Linked DNA regions of Anas platyrhynchos: region 2 is linked to region 1. Evidence: chromatin contacts called from public Hi-C data. All regions are on one chromosome and are shown on one strand. Each heading gives the region's core, a stretch centred on a gene start, on an enhancer-like site or on the middle of the called end of the contact. The rest is flanking DNA. Distances are from core to core; before and after follow the strand shown.

The links. A called contact is a pair of places that touch in the nucleus more often than the background predicts.
Region 2: a contact with region 1 is called in a Hi-C map of subcutaneous adipose tissue, with 3 times the contacts expected there. The contact joins two enhancer-like sites. A contact is called at or near these places in 5 of 8 Hi-C or Micro-C datasets (F1 follicle, liver, skeletal muscle and 1 more).

What each region holds. Positions count from the first base shown.
Region 1 is chr3:94,906,118-94,909,435 of IASCAAS_PekinDuck_T2T, reverse strand. It overlaps DST (dystonin), which reads right to left. Exons shown (of 101, transcript XM_072036349.1): 60 at 2,922-3,318. Among named protein-coding and RNA genes, the nearest start is that of COL21A1, 150 kb to the left of the region's middle. Within about 2 kb of position 1,850, at least 1 of the 8 cell types and tissues checked has an H3K27ac peak or open chromatin away from gene starts, as enhancers often do. A contact at or near this core is called in subcutaneous adipose tissue, where this site is marked.
Region 2 is chr3:95,014,167-95,017,484 of IASCAAS_PekinDuck_T2T, reverse strand. It overlaps LOC106017074 (a long non-coding RNA gene), which reads right to left. Exons shown (of 3, transcript XR_011808535.1): 3 at 726-3,318. Among named protein-coding and RNA genes, the nearest start is that of COL21A1, 41 kb to the left of the region's middle. Within about 2 kb of position 1,539, at least 1 of the 8 cell types and tissues checked has an H3K27ac peak or open chromatin away from gene starts, as enhancers often do. A contact at or near this core is called in subcutaneous adipose tissue, where this site is marked.

The sequences.
Region 1 (3,318 bases), core at 601-3,100:
AACCTCTTTAACAGCTACATCTACATTTCTTCTGAAAATAAAAGCAAAAATCAAATGAACTGATGAAAGCTGCAAGAGCTCTGTGTAGTTTTTTTTTACTAAGAATACCTCTTTATGGCAGTACAAGGAACTGTGCAAAGGTTTCAAGAAGTAAAGTAATTCAGCTTCTGGGGTTCTTCTGTCTCTCTTTTGGAAAACCAAGCTGCAATACTGCTCCAAGTGCCAAGTGCAGCTACCCAAACGCAGGGCTCTCTGTTAAGCCCCATTTGTACAATTCTTTTGTATTTCACTTTTTGAGGAGGGAGGCAGACTCAGTGTAACTGAGCAGACCTCATTTACTGAAATTTTCTTTACTACCAGTATCTGCTTTACACAAAGACTGGGGGAGGGAACATCTAATAAAGCTGAATTAATCTGTAATTAATTTTGTCTGTTTTACATTAATTGAGACAAATTCTTTGATTATACTCTTCCTGGTGTAGTTTGTGAAGTAACAGTCTAATGAAGTCTACTTTCAAATGAACTCCACAGGGGATTTTCATTTACAGAAAGCAAGTTTTATATCTGCATTGTAAATAAATGCAGTTTAACACTGACAATAACTACTTTCGATTTAACATTCCATCCTGGCTGGAATAAGTGGATTACAAAGAAGGAATATAAATAAAACAAATATGGATGTGTGTATATAACAATATATATATAAAATACTACTCCAAGTCTGTTTGTTTTTTTAAATAACTCTGCATTTTAATGTCATGCCAAGAAGACGCACAAAGCTCTGCTCTTATGCATAAAAACTAGTCAAACCACAAAAACCACCTCTGGCCCATTACACCAGATCCTTCCCTGAAGAGACTGCAGACATCATGTGGATAAATCTATCTACCAAGGAGCATTTTGCTTTGCTCCTGAGGAACAGAAGTTGCTTGTGCTTGACCACAGGAGCTAAAGACATAAGGAGCTACACTGGGGTTTTGTGGCCAGAGCCACATTTTCAGGTTGTGTGTGTCTGCCTACGTGCACAAACGCGTGAGCAAGAGCACCACAAGTGGAGCAAGACTGATGGGAGCCTACAGTTTGCTGCCTTGGGTAAAACTGCTCTCTGGAAGGACAAGAAGTATGAAGAGGTACAACAGCTACTGTCATTTTGCTGCCATGCGTGCCAGTAGTGCTCACAGATTAGGAGAGGGATCGTTGACCCCACACTCCCCAACTCAGCATGCCTTTGGTACCTACAGTCACCCAGTAACACTCCCTGTTCTGTTCTCCCTACTTCCACTTGTCAAACACTCTGATTTTATTACTGCACTTCTAAGTACACTTCTAAGCTTACAAATATCTTATATAAATACAATCCTGGAGCACACATATAAACATGCTGCTATCGCTACTTTCCTTTCCCTTCTTCATTTTTTTTTGGGGTCTTTTTACCACTCTTTGGTTACAGGGACACTCTTCCTGCACAGGCCAGACAAGGATCTCATTCCTGAATTTTGCAACAGCTGAGCATCTTTTCCATTGACCTTACAAAGCACGACACCAAGTCAATGCCTAGGAAACTGCACCGACTATGTTATGTTCCAATTTCCCAAGTGTTTTACTAACCATATACAAAGATAAGCCATTTGCTTCCCTTTTAGCTTGAGATAGGTTAGCATACAAATTTAACAGGCACAATCTAATGGAATCTCTTAAAAACGTAACCATTTGTTCCAGATTTCTGTCTCTATGCACTCTAAAAGATCATTGCAACCGATAGGAACTTTCAGCTGCAACTCCCAGACTGAACCATCAGCCTTCGGTTTGCCTCTCCAACACGGTTTAGTCTGCACAAGCAAAAGGCCCCCTCTGTTGGGCCAAGCATGTCATTACTTTTTCTCCAAGGCGGTCTCTCCACCGGCATGGTTTATCAAATCACGTTGTGCAGGATTGTTTTAGGATTAACTGCGTACTAATTTACAAGTCACACAAACATTTGAACCAATATTAGATCGGAATGAATCCAAAGCAGCACATGAGATTGAGTGCTACTACACAGCCAGTGGGAGATTTAGGAGCTTTTTCAAGCACCGCTTACACCTGTGTAACTTATAAACCCTCCCAGTGAGCACTGCAAATTCATTTCTTGTAGCCTAAAATCTGCAAAGATCTGCACTTCGTTTCAGCACTAAAGCACCCTTACACTTTACACCCAGTATTGCTGCAATGTATTTTTCTGAGCTGGACAACGGTCGCCAGCTGGCATATTAAAAAAGCTACGCACAGAGGCTCCCAAGTGCATCTTGGATAAGGATGCTACAACAAGCTCCTTCTGTAAAAGGAGTTTCATTTAACTTGAATTCTTCTTATCAGTATATTTCTAGGTAAGGATTGGATTCGATGAGGTAAAACTGGACAGTGGTAAGGTGTTAAACTCTCAGACACTGCTGCCTCTACCCATGTGAAAAAAAAAAAAAAAAAAGAGAAAAAAAAAAAAGAAAGCTACTCATGTAAATGAAGCAAGTATGGATTGTGGTATGTGAACACCAGAGCCTAAATTCACACCACATGGAAAAGGAAGTTTGTGTGATACATGGACAGCGGAACAGAAACAATATGGAGTTCTCAAAAACCGGAAAGGCAGATGGATTGCACAAAGAAGTAAGATTGGGAAGAGAGGAAGAGAGGGAGACCTGGGTTAAAGGAACTGCAAAAATTGGGTTGCAAAGACACCAATGTCTAGTAATTGATAGCAGAAGAAGCAAGAGAAGATATACTATTTAAAATAGATAAAATGCATACAGGTAGAACTGACTGATGTGAGAGAAGACTTGTCCAAGGTCTCAAATGATTTTACCAATCATTTTCACACTGATACTGAATAAAAAAATGCATTGTGGTAAAACACACGATAGCAGTTAAGAGAGAAATGTTCCTACCTTGAACGTATCCAGCTGCTGATTGATGGTTTCTGTTTCCATTCCAACAGGACCTTGTGATTCTTCGTGCTCTTCAGCTCTCCCAAGCAGACTGGAAAATTCTTTTAACTTACTGTAAAATTCCTCAACACGGCTAATTGTACCTTCCACTTGATCTTCCCTGGCTTTTGCTCTGTCTAGGAGCTTGTTGCACTGTTTATTTAATGCTTCCAAGTCTCGCTTTATACCAACAAGATCAGGAGAAGCTTCAGCTTCTGTGGCTAGCATCATTTTACAGTTTTTATTAGCATTTTCATTATTCATTATAAGATCTTCCAATTTTTTCAGGAAACGTTTTATATCCTCTCTCTGGGATTGCAGTACATCAAGATCTCTCCCCACTGGAGCCATGCTATCA
Region 2 (3,318 bases), core at 290-2,789, 110 kb before region 1:
TATTGTGTCTGCTTGGGTAACTAACTGCAGCACCAGGGGACCAGGTAACGCTCACCAGTACCTGGCTGTATCTCCTCACTCAACACTATAATAATTTTCAGGGAATACATGTGGTAGTAGTTACTGTCAGCTCCCATCAAGACCTAAAATGCTCAAAAATTCCTTTCTTCCTGGTAGACCAGATATTTTAGCATGTGATGTCCAAGCCTGTGCTTTCAGCTATGAGAGCTGCCCATCCCTCCCATAAGAAGCAACAGCTTTTGATCATGTGGTTCATCAGAAGCTCCCCATTCTCTCATCCAGAACAGAAATCTCCCTCTTACCTTAACCAAATTTAGTGGTAATTAACTTTTACTATATACAACCTACATCCAAACATAAAATCATGAGAGAAACCAGAGAATTATTATGTTTAAAAAAAAAAATAATACCACCCTTGATACTCCTGATTTACAGGCTTGAACTGAGTGTGCATGTTGCAGTAACTTCTTGACTTAAAACACTACAATTAGTGACCTTTTTTTTTTCATAGCATATTTGTCCATAGGTTTGAGGACTGTATTTTGTCTCCTGTACCTCTTTAATGAAGAGAGATAGATCTACATGTATTCCTCTTAAAATTACCAGTAAAGAGTACAACATATTTCCAACAGATTATTTGTTATCTCAGGGAGAACTTGCAAAAAAAAAAAAAAAAAAAAAAATAGCAAAAGATATCATTTGGAGAAGCAGTGAAGTAAAAAATGAATCAGACTATTGGCATGCCTTGGTCTAATTGTCAACTGAAATCAATCAAATCCAACACGGCAGCTATTAAGCAGCCTTAAAGCTAAAACTTCAGCTGAAACCTGTTCAGTAGTAACCCTTCCAGTTACAATACTGAGATAACAAATGCAAATCACATGAACATTTGAAAAAACCTTGGGACGTCCACACATGAATAACTACCACCGGGTTTCAGGCTCTTCAGGCTTTGATCGTCATGTGGTCAGTTTTTGTTGCCTGGTAAGAACCACACCTCGTTTCTTTGGCTTTAAACAAATAGATTAATGTTTCTCAGTCTTGCTTCCACATCCTCTGTTTCATACTGAAATGTCAGAATAAAATCAGCAGTGAAAATATTCACACATTCAACCTAACTTCTTCAGGTAAAACACAGTACCTCAAATGTGTCTGAAGCAAAAGGATCTCACTTCTTTGTGGCACATGTACTAGCAGGGGATTTTCTCTTAGTGGTCCAGTGGAGGGCAGCAAAATATTTACTAAAGAGATTCCTCATTTAATAGCTTCATCACTGAGTTGTCCCAACAAAAGCTTTCACGAAAACCTTGGAAAAGTTCGGTACTTCTTTGTTCGACTTATAATATATTGCATATTTGTTTATTTTAGTTGGAAGTTAAGTTTTTAGACTGTTTGAGACTATTTTTCACATCAGAGATCGTGCCTTAAAACAAACAATGCTTCCTGTATAAATAACTCTGTGGTGCTCCCATTCTTTCCAGAGCTAATGACATCCGCACTGGGAGGAGGAGGGTAGCAATGCTCTGCCTCACAGCCGGCTAGTCCGCTCTCCTCTGGAAAGCTTGCATAAATTTACCAGTGGTTTAAATCCAACTTCATATCTCCAGCACAGCAGTATTGGCACACTGATCATCTTGCATCATTCATTTGCTATGAGTGCACGTTATCTCAGCTCTTAGTTTAATATAAAGGGGAGTCAGCAGTACTAATGGAATAGCTTGGAGTCTGTGTCCTAAGCTGGAAGCCAGATTCAAAAAGGAAAATATTTTAATGTGCCTCTTAATGGACTTTATACAGTTCTCTTTAGTAAAATCTGAATATCAAATATATGAATTTTACAGTGATGTCTCATGAAAAGTTACTGATAATAGTCTTCCATGTAGGAACAGATTGACTGTGGAAAGATTGCTGATAAGAAAATACAGAATATCTAAAAGTCTTCAGTCTAAATCACAGGAGCTGTAAAAGATCTTTAACTAAAGAGTGTGCAAGTGTTTTATAGGCCATAAAATATTCACTCTCTTTACCAAATGTTTGGGGCATTCTCCTGGAAATGAGATTTCCTACTGACTTTTACAATGACAATAAGGCAGAAGGCAGAACAAAGAAGCACAACATACTGATATGGATCCAGGAAGGGAGCAAAGGAGGCTGTGTTACACCTCCAGCATCTGCTCAGTCCCTACATGGAGCTGGTGATACCTTTGCCACAGACCGTCTCTGGCTCTGGAGGTGACATTGGAGGAGCAGGGAGCAGATGCCGGTGTCCAAAGGGTGACAACTGTTGTGCTTCTGGTGCTGTGTGCTCAACAGTCAGCTCAAGAGCTCGTGCTGCAGCACTGAGGAGCACAAAGGAGCACACATTGGGAATGGTGCAATCATTATGGTGAGAAATTTGAATCCCACAGGTGATTTTTTCCTGGCAAAATCCAGTGTACAACTTTAAAAGTTATAACCAAAGGTAAGAGCTATCAGGTAGCTAGGTGCAGGTATGTATTAAATGCTTAGATAACAGCGTGAGTGCACTGGAGAATCCCAGAAAATGGGCTTTAGGGAAAACAAGATGAAATTATTTCCAGTTATACCACAGGAAACTCAGAACAGGGTAGCCTATGCAAATCTAGCAACTGTCAGAAACAGAAGGGGTTTTGCTGTGTTTCTCACAAAGGTATCATCAGCTCCTGGTAAAGGCAGACAGACACTTGACTGCAGCCAGTGAAAGCAAAGAAAATCATCACACAGCAGAAGCGCAGTTTGAATTGCAAGAGCAAGGACAGCAGCTGAGGGATGCAGCAAGCTAGCAAGGCTGTTCTGTAGGGTTATCATGCACTAAATTCCAGATTATTTGCAGCAGGTTCTTTGGGGCAGGTAAAATTCTTTATGGCTCAGGGAAAATAGAAATTAGACAGGAGATCTCTTACTGAGATGCAATTTCAAACAGGAAAAGGGAAAGCACTGATGGAGAGCAGAATTTTATGCAGCATTATTCCTAAATTAATAAACTTCTGAGGTAGGATATTTCAATATAAAGCCAATTTGCAACTTCCTCTTGGAGCTGGATGACCTAGCCGTAATAAATACTTATTGGATAGGATGTAACTGTATGTAGTAAATTATGACTAGTAACTATGCACAAAGTACCTGCATGTACATATAAATTCTACTTTATGCTCACACTCAGCTTGTTAAGCTATTTTCATTGATACATGCTGTAGCAGATGTAATTACAGAAAACACAGTGTTCATAAAGCAAACCTTGGCACCAGAATGGAAATCTTGCAAATACAACTGCTCTGC